Linked DNA regions of Mus musculus: regions 2 and 3 are each linked to region 1. The links are chromatin contacts, called in public promoter capture Hi-C maps. All regions are on one chromosome and are shown on one strand. Each heading gives the region's core, a stretch centred on a gene start, on an enhancer-like site or on the middle of the called end of the contact. The rest is flanking DNA. Distances are from core to core; before and after follow the strand shown.

Region 1 (3,792 bases), core at 458-2,957:
TTCCTGCTAGCGCCACCGACTTTGAATTTATTGTGCCCCTTGATCACTCAATGAGAGCAGCAGTCATTTCTAGTACTATCGCAGCTTCTTGGGGGTGTGTGTGTGAAGAACCCAGGAGACCAGTGCAGGACAAGACACACTGGTTAGAAGGGGCAAAAGGTGTAAGAGCCAGCACACTTTGGTCCCTGCACATTAGGGACTTTGTACATTAGGAATGGTGGACAGACTTGGCTCCCTCTTACTGGTGAGGCTGGGGATTGTCCCTAGAGAAAAGATCTGTTCTTCCTCAGGGATTGGACAGGATATGGGAAATAGCTTTCCTTCCTGACTAAGGCGAAAAGGCAACTTTAGCCCAGGATACAGCTCATGTGTCATGTCTATGTCCTGAATCTTGGACCGCCAGAGATCTGAGTCTGGCAACTGGTCCAGCGGTGGAGGTTGGGGCCGGGGGTGGGGTGGGGGGGTGGACCTAGAAGGCAAGAGCCAAGTCCAAAGTTGGGGGATTGGGAGCGGGAGCAAACCCAAATACATGGCCCTAGTACCAAAATCTGGTCTAGATCAGTCCCCTACAGAAAAGGAGGGGAACTGGGGAGCTTTTTGGGTGGTATGGGTGGGTGTCTGGAGGCCTCCCAGGGCACGGAGGTCACAGGAGCCAGGCAGATGTAGTTTGAGTGTTGGCCCTGAGCTTGCCCTGCTCGCTCTTGTCAGTTTGCGGATGTACCACATCACCAGCAGCAGCCCAGGTGTAAAGTTGCTCTGGCTAGCCTTGAGCTGCTGATTCATGGCAGCAGGCAGGCAGGCTTGGAGGGAGGGGGAGAGAGGGGGTTCTGGGGATCTTGTTACTACTGGTCAAGCCAGTGAGATCCTGGAACAGACTTTGGTTACTCAGCTCTGGGAGGGATGTTGGCTTGACCCTCCAGGAGCACCTGGTTCAGGTCTACACGGGACCCCAGAGAGAATGAGCACGTAAGGATCCCCCCTTTTTTTCGGGGACAGGCACACTTTTAGCTCATTCTGGGCTTTAAAGACCAAGCTGGACAACAGGTGGAAAGCACAGAGACCAGTCCTGTCCAATGCTTGAAGCGGCCACTCCACATACCAGATTGGGGTGGGTGGAACAGAGGTGTGAAGGAGTCTTAGAAGGGCCGATAGGATAGGACCCATCCCTCTGGATCTTAGACTGGGAAGTTGAGAGCCAGTGGCCACAACAATGGGGCTGGGGAAGCAACCTGAGACGTTTGGGAGACTGAACCAAATCCCTCCTCCATATAGAAGGAGGCGAACGGATCAGCCCCAGGGGCGGGGCATCCTTGGGAAAGACGGGGAGTTGAGCCAGTAAAAGGAACCATTTGGGATGGGGTATGATTGGTGTATGGGCAGGTGGACCAGACCTGGGGCTTGAGTAGAACCTGGTGGTCTCAAGTTGCCTAGAATGGGTCCGACGTTCTGGGAGGACAGGAAAGGCTGGAATTAAGAGAGGCACCTGCTAGGACCCAAGGGCCAAGAAGTCTAGCGAGGGTGTAGGCTGGCCAGGGTGTTTCAACGCCTCCTCTCATCTCAGGTCGAGACTGAGCTATGGAGCAGCTCTCCCCCACAACCCCCCCTTTCCAAGCCTTCCGCCCAACCCCGGAGGCCTCCTCGGGTTTCCGCAGGGGCCGAGGGCAGGCGGGGGTGTCACGTGCTCAGGGCCTGGGGGCCGGTTGGTCAGTGGGCCGGGAGGGACCACTTTGCGGGCCAGAGACAAGGGTCGGGTGGGAGTTGGCGGTTATAGAGAGTTCAGGGTGGCGACCCCGAGAGAAGAGCCCGCAAAGGAAAATCTCAGAGGCGGGCAGGCGGGTAGCCGGCGCGGAGTACGCCCTGCCACGCAGTGACCCGGGGCGCGCGGGCGGAGCCCCTGATCCCGGGTCCGGTCCTGGGGCGCGGTGCTCCGGCTGGGGATGAGCTCCCCGCCACCCGCCCGCAAGGGCTTTTACCGCCAGGAGGTGACCAAAACGGCCTGGGAGGTGCGCGCCGTGTACCAAGACCTGCAGCCCGTTGGCTCTGGTGCCTATGGTGCAGTGTGGTGAGCGTTTGCCGGGCGGGGCGGCAGGCAGGGCAGGAGGCAGCTGGCGATTACGGGGCCGGTTCGCTAGCCAAGCCGTCCGCCCCGCAGCTCTGCAGTAGACAGCCGCACTGGCAACAAGGTGGCCATCAAGAAGTTGTACCGGCCCTTCCAGTCGGAGCTGTTTGCCAAGCGCGCCTACAGAGAGTTGCGCCTCCTCAAACACATGCGCCACGAGAACGTGAGTCTAAAGCCCGCCCCAGATGCGGATATTGTGCGCTGGCCTCTTCTCATCCTGCCCTCCCCTGCAAATCCTGCCCACAGTCTCTGCTTCCAAGGGCCTGGTACCTCCTACCTAGTTAGCTCCCAGCTTGGGTAAACTTTCAACAACTTTCAGGAGGAAAGCAGAGGCAGAGCCCAGATCCCTTTCTGGGTGACACTACAATTTCAGCCTCTTCTTCAATTGCTTGGTTTCACCTTCGGTCCACCTCTACCTTCGCAGCCCAGGCAGTGGTCAGGTTATGGTCTAGGCCTAAGGATTCCTCAGGTCTCACTCCAAAACCTGATTGGACAATCAGGTTGGTGTGAGGAGGGTTTTCCTGGAAGGGGTACTTCCTTACCCTACCCTAGTCTCCCTTTGCCCACCACCCGAGTCTTCTATTCCAGACATACAGGATCCTAGGCATTCAGGGCAAGGCAGGATACTCGAGGTGTGCAGCCTTGGCTCTATCATCCCAGAGCCTTGGGTCTCTGTGGATAAAGGGATTTACGGAGCAGAGCATCGCCATTAGTGTTGTGGGTGTGTATTTCTTCACACCCATACAGAAGGCATCTCCTTTCCCGTCCTACCTGCATATGGCTACTCCTAAGCCTCTTGCATCACCATTGCTAGCCATCAGAGCATTCCTCCCAACCAGGGACATTATTGTTATTGTTGTTGTTATTATTATTATTATTATTATTATTATTATTAGATATGGTTCTTCCTGAACCTGTGAGTTCTGTCCCTCCCACTTCTGTTCTGTACAGCTGCCCTAGTCCTGATGTTTCAATCCTCCTGGATCATCAGAGTCAATAGCTCCAAGGAAAAATGAACATCTCGTGGCTAACAGCAAACTGAGCCCCGTTGCTTCCTCATTGCTACTCAACTGATTTGGTGGATGGATACCAGCCCTGCTAGGTCTGCTTCTTTGCTTCCCAGTAAAGCTGGAAGCAGTAAACAAACAAACAAACAAACTCAGTAAGCCTGGCAGTGGCAGCACATGTACCTGGGGGGGCAGAGGCAGATGGTCCCCATGAGTTCGAGTCCAGCCTGATCTAAAGAGTTAGTTCTAGGACAGCCAGCTTCTACACAGAGAAACCCAAACCCAAAGCCAAACAAACCAAACCAAACAGTAAAAGGCTGTGTTTTCTTGGGTGTAACCACCCCTATCCTCAGAGCCCCCAACTTCCACCTACTTACTTATCCTGAACCCTTCTTGAACGGAGAGCTGTGGAGCTCTTCGTTCACTCCCCACTTCTTTGCCAGTCTGTGGGTCACCCCTGCCTTGTGAAGAGCCTTTACATCAAGCTACTGACCTGTCCTCACCTGGCTGTGGTGGCTTTCAGGATGCCTCAACACATTTCGGGGAGGCTGCCATTGTAACCTACCCTTCCATGTGGACCCTGAGGTTTAGATAGGCTGTATGTCTCACTCACACCAGAGATGGGGTTGCCACAGGGCCAGCCCTACCCACTGCTGCCGCCGCCGC
Region 2 (3,792 bases), core at 869-3,368, 340 kb before region 1:
TTTCTCGGGATCTTGAATTTGTAATGGCATGCAACAGTAGCTGTATCTCAACTCGCCCTCATTACAGCTACACTGATTCTCCGCGGTGGTCCGCGGCTGCCATTACTACCAGGTCTAATGTTCATCGAAGTTACTGTGGAGCCTGGCGGAGGGAACAGAATGCCTTTTTTAGTTCTTTTTAAGATTTATTTATTATTATACCTAAGTACACTGTAGCTGTCTTCAGACACACCAGAAGAGGGCGTCAGATCTCATTACGGGTGGTTTGTGAGCCACCATGTGGTTGCTGGGATTTGAACTCAGGACCTTCGGAAGAGTGCTCTTATCGGCTGAGCCACCTTGCCAGCCCTTTAGTTCTTTGAAAGCACTGGGAAAGAACTTTGTTGTAGAAGAACCAGCACTCCTAATAAAATGCTTACAATTATTTTCATTTTTCTTTTTTTAAAGACATTATTATTATTATTATTATTATTATTACTATTATAAGTAAGTACACTGTAACTGTCTTCAGACACATCAGAAAAGGGCATCAGATTTCATTATGGACAGTTGTGAGACACCACGTGGTTGCTGGGATTTGAACTCAGGACCTCTGGAAGAGCAGTCAGTGCTGTTAACCACTGAGCCATCTCTCTAGCCCTATTTTCATTTTCCTATAATGCTATAAACTACAATCATAGTAGGTCTTGCATGTGGAAACTCGTTATCTGCCCAGCAAGATGTCATTCACAGGTCAGCTGATGACCAGAGGTTATTGTTGTGTCATCTGACCGTAACTCTTCTTCCTCTGAGCATATGTGTGAAGGGGTGTCTCAGGGTTCCCCTTCCTTTAGAGATTATGACAAAGCCTGGCCCCTGATCATAACTCAACTGAAAACTTGCCTTCAGCAGACCCCCAAACCCCACATGGTCAACCAGGTAGGACTCCATCAGGTCTGTTTTTGCCTAAGATATTTGCTCTTCTGTTAGAACTACCCTGTTGGTCCTGATCAGCACTGTACATCTCAACGCCTATACATAACCATGATGAGAGGCAGTAGGGTAGGGAAGGTGGAGGCCTGATACGTCCTAGGTCCCCACATAAACTGATGCAAGAACAGCCACAGTACTCTACTCAGGCCACTGTTGCAACTCAATCACCCCATCTTACCCCCATGCAGAGGCCTCTCCTATCCCTTTGCAAGCAAGGTACAGAAATAAGAGACCTGCCTCCCAAGGCAAGGCTCCTTTCTCAACTGTGGGTGTTTGTCCAAAATTAGCAAGGCCCCAGGCATCATCTGAAGCCACTTCCTGAACCAACCCTAGCAGGCTACTTCCAATTGGGGCTCTGTGGGAAAAAAAAGGGGGGGTGGGGGTGGGAGAGAGTTCACATCTCTAAAGACAGGTTGGCCTTCAGTGCTCAGCTTTGAACAGAGCTGGCGGCAGGCAGATACCTCTTTCCAAGTTTTCCACAGCTCTAGGTCAGAGCTGAGCCCAAGCAACCTTCACGTGTACACACACCTGAGTCCCCCAAGAACCCAGGGGAAACGTACCTCGATTTGCATAACATCGCAACCCCACTCGGGCTCTCCAGAGAATAATGCGCAGGTCCTGGGGTAGTTCCCCAGCTAGCAACGGAAAGAAAGTGCTTCTGGTTGATTCCTTTCAAATTACAATTCACAGTGGCCACCAGCTGGGAGAGATCCAAATACAGTTTCAAAGATTTCTGGGCCACAGAAGAGCTTTCTGTCCTGACTCTAAATAGAAGGACTACCGGCAACCCCCACCCGTGCACAAGTCCAGAAACCGTGCTGGAATGTGACACTAAGAGAGCCACTAACTGAAGATTGCTCCCCCCCCCCCGCCCCCAGCCACCCCCCACTTCACATGAGGTGTGCAGTAGCCTCAGTCAGACCCAGCTCCTTCCTGTGCCATCTCTGGGGTCTCTGCAGTTTCGAACTTTCCTCCTGCAGTTTCTTGCAGATTTCATCGGGAGAATTCCAGATGCCCAGAGAGCCAGGCTTCAGTGAAAAAAAAAAAAATCAATAAATCAATGACCAGTTTACTCGTCATTCTGAACCACCCTCATTCTGCTTGCCAGAGGGCACCTTCAACTCAGTGTCACGTGTTGTCTGCTCCTGACCTGAGCCTGTGTTAGACCACTGGGTGATCCTGAGTCTGATCCGCTACTGTAGTCGGGAGGCCCTTCCAGAACCCTGTTTATCTCCCCCCTGGCTCCAGCGTCTTCCTTCCTGGGTGCGCAGGTCGTGACCATCTTGACGCCAGAGGTCTTAGAGTGCCACTCTGTCTTGGAGAGGAATCAAAGCCAAGAATCTGGACAAATGACTTCCCTAGGAACAGCCACCTGCAAGGAAATACCCTGGAAGAGACTTGCTCCGGAAAAGTGACTCAGGTCAGGGGCTTTTGGGGGCGGGGAGATCTGGGAAGTCCAGTTACCACAGGGACCTTTAGATGTTAAAGTACACTAAGAACCCACCCTTCCACCCTCTGAGGGATATATCTGTTAGTCTCCCTTAACAGTTAAAACTGATAAGAAAAAAAGGTTATATTCAATAATGTATAAATGAAGAGTTAGAAACAAGTCATGTTGTCTTCCCATTAGTTCAATACTAATGTGCCCTAAGCTATACCACACAGGAACCCAGCAACCCTTCTCAAACACCAGACTCACAGACACACATCCCAGCTCTAACACCACAGATACACACACACACACACACACACACACACACACACACACACTCAACCTTAAACACCAGTTACGCGTGTAGAAGGGAAAGGATTTTTTTAAATAATTTGATACATTGTGTTTCACAAAATTCACCAAAGGTGGTTGTGAGCAAAAAGCCAGCAGCCAATCAGATTTGTCTTCCTGGTTTGTTGCAGTCAGACTCCATGGTTTTTGCCTCTTTGCTCAGTCAGAAGGGGGATGCTGATGTTTTTTCAACAAGGATCCCTCAAGTATCTCATCAGAGGAAATGAGACAAACAGCCCACCATTCGCCAGAGGAACTCCAGACACGCATTTAAGAGCGACACAGCAGGAGAGCCAGATAGCTGTAGTGCTGCACTGCTAGGCAGTCCTGAGCCTAGCGCGCAGGAGCAAAGAACGTAAGGTTACCAAGCCCAGCACGGGACACCCCAACCGGCGCAGATAAGGATCGGGAGCACGCGAGCAATCTCCAGCCTCACCCTATCCCGCCCCGGTCCCAGGTCCGCAGCAGCCCCACCCGGAAGGTTCCCATAGGCACACAAACCCGCTTGGCTCGGCTCCCCAGCTCCGCCTCGCCCGGTCCCAGCTCCACCTAGCCCCGACTCTGTACCGCCCAGTCCCAGAGCCCGCCCCTTCTGGGTCAGCCAATTGTCACGTGACCGCGGGCGTATCCGAGACTGCCTGAGATCGACGCTGTCTACCACCAGTTCCTCCTCAATTTCGAACCGCCCTTGTCCCATGGCGCTGGAGCCTCCCGGGTCAATGTGAAGTGACTTCTGCTCCTGATCCCAAGCCTGTGCTGGCACCTCTGGGTGAACAGGGTCAGATCCCCGCTCGTGACGTTAATGAAGCCCTGGTCCTTTAGGGGCTCTGTGGAGTTACACCCCAGGCCACCCCCTTCCGAGTTCTGACAGATTCGCTGGAGCTTCAGAGAGTGGACCTACAGACAGAAGGATTATTTGGGTCTGGCGGCTCAGGGGAGGAGGAGGGCTCGGGACTGGGGCCTCAGGTAGGGGCTGGCCTGGGCGCTCAAGGAACGAGCCTGCTGGAATCGCTCTGCCTTCCCTACCAAGGGACTGA
Region 3 (3,792 bases), core at 637-3,136, 290 kb before region 1:
GTCCTGGCAAAACAGGCCAGGCCCTTCACCTCCACAGCCCCGCTGCCCATGGACTGAATGTTTGCTCTATCCTCCCAGGGGCTTTGACATTGGGAATCATTTTTGTGAGTGGGTTTATGATTATACTTATGAAGAATGGCCTTTCTACAAAGCAAGACCCACGGACTACCCCACTAGAGAACAGCAGGTATATAGTCTGGAGGTTGGGAAGAGAAAAGCCTTCTGGCTTCCTGTTCTGTTTCATTCGAAAAGAGGAATAAAGGCTACAGAGGGTGATATTCCAATCTCCCCAGTCCCTGACTCTTGTCCATTGATCTCAGCTCCATTTTATTCGCCATTATCTGGCAGAGGTTCAGAAGGGTGAGATCCTCTCCGAAGAGGAACAGAAGAAACGGGAAGAAGAATTGCTGCTAGAGATCAGTCGGTGAGAAAGGAGGGGAAAGGGGAGGGGAAAACCCTTCAGAAGAAAAAAGGAGGCCAGGCAGTGGTGGTGCTTAATTCCAGCACTTGGGAGGCAGAGGCAGGCGGATTTCTGAGTTCAAGGCCAGCCTGGTCTACAGAGTGAGTTCCAGGACAGCCAGAGAAACCCTTTCTCAAACAAAACAACAAAACAAAACAAAACAAAACAAAACCAAAAACAAAAAAAAGGAAAAGAAAAAGGAGCCCTGCAGGTAAGGTGTCAGGGTAGAGGTAGAAGACCACACCAGAGACTGTCAGAGAGAGTCTCAGTCTGGACGGGGATTAGGGAACTGGCAGAGCCGTGGATATTTTGGAGGCTGGGCAGCCCGGGCTGGAAGCCAGGCAGTGTGAAATGGGCTCTTGAGCGCACCTCCTCTTCCCACCCTCGTTCCCTAGGTACTCCCTGGCATCTCACTTTTTCTGGGGTCTGTGGTCCACCCTGCAGGCTTCGATGTCCACTATAGAGTTCGGCTACTTGGTAAGTAAGCCCTACTGTGGGCATGTTGGGTGGGCGCTGCAGAGTTGCTCCGGTCACGTCCTCCAGGAAAGCTGGGCAGGCCCTGGTGGCTTTGGGCAGAATGCTGTTTTCCAGGCTTCTCACACTGCATTTCGGACTTCCTTCCTTAGGAGTATGCCCAATCTCGGTTCCAGTTCTACTTCCAGCAGAAGGGCCAGCTGACGAGTTCCCCATCATCCTGAGGATCCAACCCCACCTCAAGTTTCTCCTGGAGCCTCCGGGGCAGGACCTTGGAGGGAGGGGCAGAGAGCAGACGACCCCCAGAGACGGGGCTGTGCCTCAAAGTGAGACTGTTGTTGAAATAGCCGACCTCTGTAGCCTTTTCTTAGTACTTGCCCAAGGTGGGCATCTGAGAGCCCCCCGGGGCTATGTACTCAAATAAATGAACTTCACAAATATAAACTTAAACAAATACAGACTTAAGTGACATTCTGTTGAGTGCACTGGGCTTAAAAGTGGGAGGGGTCCATTCCGCTCATTGAGGTCTCCTATCCCATAATACTCCCTGGCTTCTGTTTAGAAGTAACAACTACTGAAGATTGGGCTCCTACACTAACAAAAGGGGGACTTGGGGAAGAGGGCTGGAGCAGCAGTGGTCCCTGAGGGCCACTGTCAACCTTGAGCCCTGGAATTAGGGAAAAGGCTGCTGAGCTGACTCCTGGTGACCTTTTCCCTACATTCAGCTATTTTTAGGACTGATGCAACCATGCTCACGTGAGACCCTCCATTCCCCAGTCCCAGACCTTCCAGCAACCTTGTGGGAAAACACTCTACCCACCCTCCCTAGGCGCTCCCCCAAAAGGAGGGTGTTCTGGTTTCCACCCCTATCTGTTTTCTCCACCCCAATTTGGGAGTGGGTGTCAAGTTCCCAGTGAGGACAGGGCGGGGCCTGGCAGGGGTGGCCAGGCCTGAAGGACGTGGGGACATGGGCCAGAGAGGCCAGACCCATACACCGACAGAAGCAAACCTGAGCTGTGAGTTGGGGACCAGCACAGGGAAGACAGCCGGACCCAGAGCCATTCCATCCCACAGCACTTCACCCTTACTCTCAGCCAAGCTATCCGGGCGAGGACAGTGCTGGGGCCACTCCCTTCCCTGGGCGTCTTTCCCAGACCCCCAAGCCGCCCTTCGCTGCCCTTGGGGCGCCTGGAGCCAGATTCCTGCACCATTGCTGATCGGCTTGCCCGGAACCCCACGAGGGTTCGGTGGCAGCGGCGGTTGGCCAGGCTTGGAAGGACCCAGCAGGGCGCGTAGCGTTGGGGCACGGGCGGGTTTGGGGGGGTGGTCGCATAGGGGACCGGGCAGGGGGTGGGGGAAGCGAGGACCAGATGGGGAGGTGGGGGGCGGAGGCTCAGCTAGAGGTGGCTGGGCGGGGGCGGGGCGGGGCTGGGCTGGGCACACTAAGCACCTTCTGGCCCTGTTAGGTGCTGAATAAACCCCAGGATGGCGGAAGCACACCAGGCAGTAGCTTTCCAGTTCACTGTGACCCCAGACGGGGTCGACTTCCGGCTTAGTCGGGAGGCTCTGAGACACATCTACCTGTCTGGAATCAACTCCTGGAAGAAACGCCTTATTCGAATCAAGGTGTGGGTTGATTCTCCGGGTGGTTCTCCGGGGCCTCTTTTTCCCAGCAGGTGCCTAGGCAGAAGCCAGCTGTCAGAAACTGTCTCATTGTCAGCATCTGTCTCTGCTTTGGGCAAGCAGTGCTGGTGGTTGTAGATAGCCTCTATCCAGTGGTGCAGACGGCAGAATAATGAAGACGAGGTGGGGAAATATAATGTAGGTGTACGCGTATGGAGGAAGAACACCACACCGTGAACGGATGAGGCAAAGACCAAGAGCCCTTCCTCAAGACTACCCAGGGGCCTAGTGATATTTTTCTACTCCAGTACGATGCTTTGTTTCTTCCCTACAGAATGGCATCCTTAGGGGTGTGTACCCTGGCAGCCCCACCAGCTGGCTGGTTGTTGTCATGGCAACAGTTGGTTCCAACTACTGCAAGGTGGACATCTCCATGGGACTGGTCGATTGCATCCAGAGATGCCTCCCGGAAAGGTAAGGGACCTGGAAGGCACAAGTTTCAGGAAGAAGAGCCAGGACAGTTCCCAAGGCCAGGAATCTTGTAGTGGACATTGGTGACCAAGGGTCTCTCTCACAGGGCTACCATCTCTCAGTTCCAAGGCAGTTTGTATTTGGTACACTCAGACCAGAGAGGTTCTTTTCCCATTTCTTCCCCGAGAGAGGGAGATCCCAGCCAACAACTGCAGTCAGAATTCCCTGAAGGGTAGCCTCAAAGGGATATCCTGAAGTCGTCCTCCTTCCCTAATAGGTATGGCCACTTTGGGACCCCACAGACAGAGGCACTTCTCAGCATGGTCATCTTCTCCACCGGAGTCTGGGCGACAGGCATTTTCTTCTTCCGACAAACCCTGAAGCTGCTGCTCTCCTACCACGGGTGGATGTTCGAGATGCACAGCAAGACCAGCCATGCCACCAAGATCTGGGCTGTGAGCAGAGCCACTGGGAGGGTTGCAGGCATCTGGTTTGAAATCATGGGGAATCTCACTTGGGGCTCTGAGCAGGAAGGAAGAGGAGGATTGGTCACTGGCGCTTGGCGCCTGGGTTTATCTTCAAGAAGCTGGGACGGTTCTGAAGGTCTCAGTTGTTTTCTAGTTTGTGTCCGTTCTTCCTGACGGCCCCCGACCCCAACGCTCTGCTCTGTACCTTCAGATCTGTGTCCGTCTCCTGTCCAGCCGGCGGCCCATGCTCTACAGCTTCCAAACGTCACTGCCTAAGCTTCCTGTCCCCAGCGTGCC

The links. Promoter capture Hi-C pulls out the DNA fragments that hold promoters and counts their contacts.
Region 2: a promoter capture Hi-C map of embryonic stem cells shows a contact between it and region 1, with 7 read pairs. The contact joins the promoter of Arsa here to the promoter of Mapk12 in region 1. A contact is called at or near these places in 2 of 39 promoter capture datasets (embryonic stem cells and liver), 2 of 484 Hi-C or Micro-C datasets (CD4 T cells and embryonic stem cells), 1 of 115 datasets of contacts at active chromatin or transcription factors (embryonic stem cells) and 3 of 9 other capture datasets (adipose tissue, liver and pancreatic islet).
Region 3: a contact with region 1 is called in a promoter capture Hi-C map of embryonic stem cells, with 5 read pairs. The contact joins the promoter of Cpt1b here to the promoter of Mapk12 in region 1. A contact is called at or near these places in 10 of 39 promoter capture datasets (the C10 cell line, the HPC-7 cell line, embryonic stem cells and 6 more), 2 of 484 Hi-C or Micro-C datasets (B cells and CD8 T cells), 2 of 115 datasets of contacts at active chromatin or transcription factors (double positive thymocytes and embryonic stem cells) and 3 of 9 other capture datasets (adipose tissue, liver and pancreatic islet).

The regions. Positions count from the first base shown.
Region 1 is chr15:89,138,618-89,142,409 of GRCm38.p6, reverse strand. Mapk12 (mitogen-activated protein kinase 12) reads left to right here and starts at 1,707. Exons shown (of 12, transcript NM_013871.3): 1 at 1,707-2,062; 2 at 2,153-2,282. The coding sequence starts at 1,938.
Region 2 is chr15:89,475,750-89,479,541 of GRCm38.p6, reverse strand. Arsa (arylsulfatase A) reads left to right here and starts at 2,118. Exons shown (of 9, transcript NM_009713.4): 1 at 2,118-2,392; 2 at 2,887-3,792. C230037L18Rik (RIKEN cDNA C230037L18 gene) reads right to left here and starts at 3,290. Exons shown (of 5, transcript NR_077233.1): 1 at 3,257-3,290; 2 at 2,123-2,283; 3 at 1,895-2,000; 4 at 1,533-1,672.
Region 3 is chr15:89,423,956-89,427,747 of GRCm38.p6, reverse strand. Cpt1b (carnitine palmitoyltransferase 1b, muscle) reads left to right here and starts at 1,886. Exons shown (of 19, transcript NM_009948.2): 1 at 1,886-1,950; 2 at 2,401-2,560; 3 at 2,892-3,031; 4 at 3,306-3,483; 5 at 3,707-3,792. The coding sequence starts at 2,420. Chkb (choline kinase beta) reads left to right here. Exons shown (of 11, transcript NM_007692.6): 8 at 79-187; 9 at 321-424; 10 at 856-937; 11 at 1,087-1,399. The coding sequence ends at 1,158. Gm44502 (predicted readthrough transcript (NMD candidate), 44502) reads left to right here. Exons shown (of 27, transcript NR_004843.2): 7 at 79-187; 8 at 321-424; 9 at 856-937; 10 at 1,087-1,260; 11 at 2,401-2,560; 12 at 2,892-3,031; 13 at 3,306-3,483; 14 at 3,707-3,792.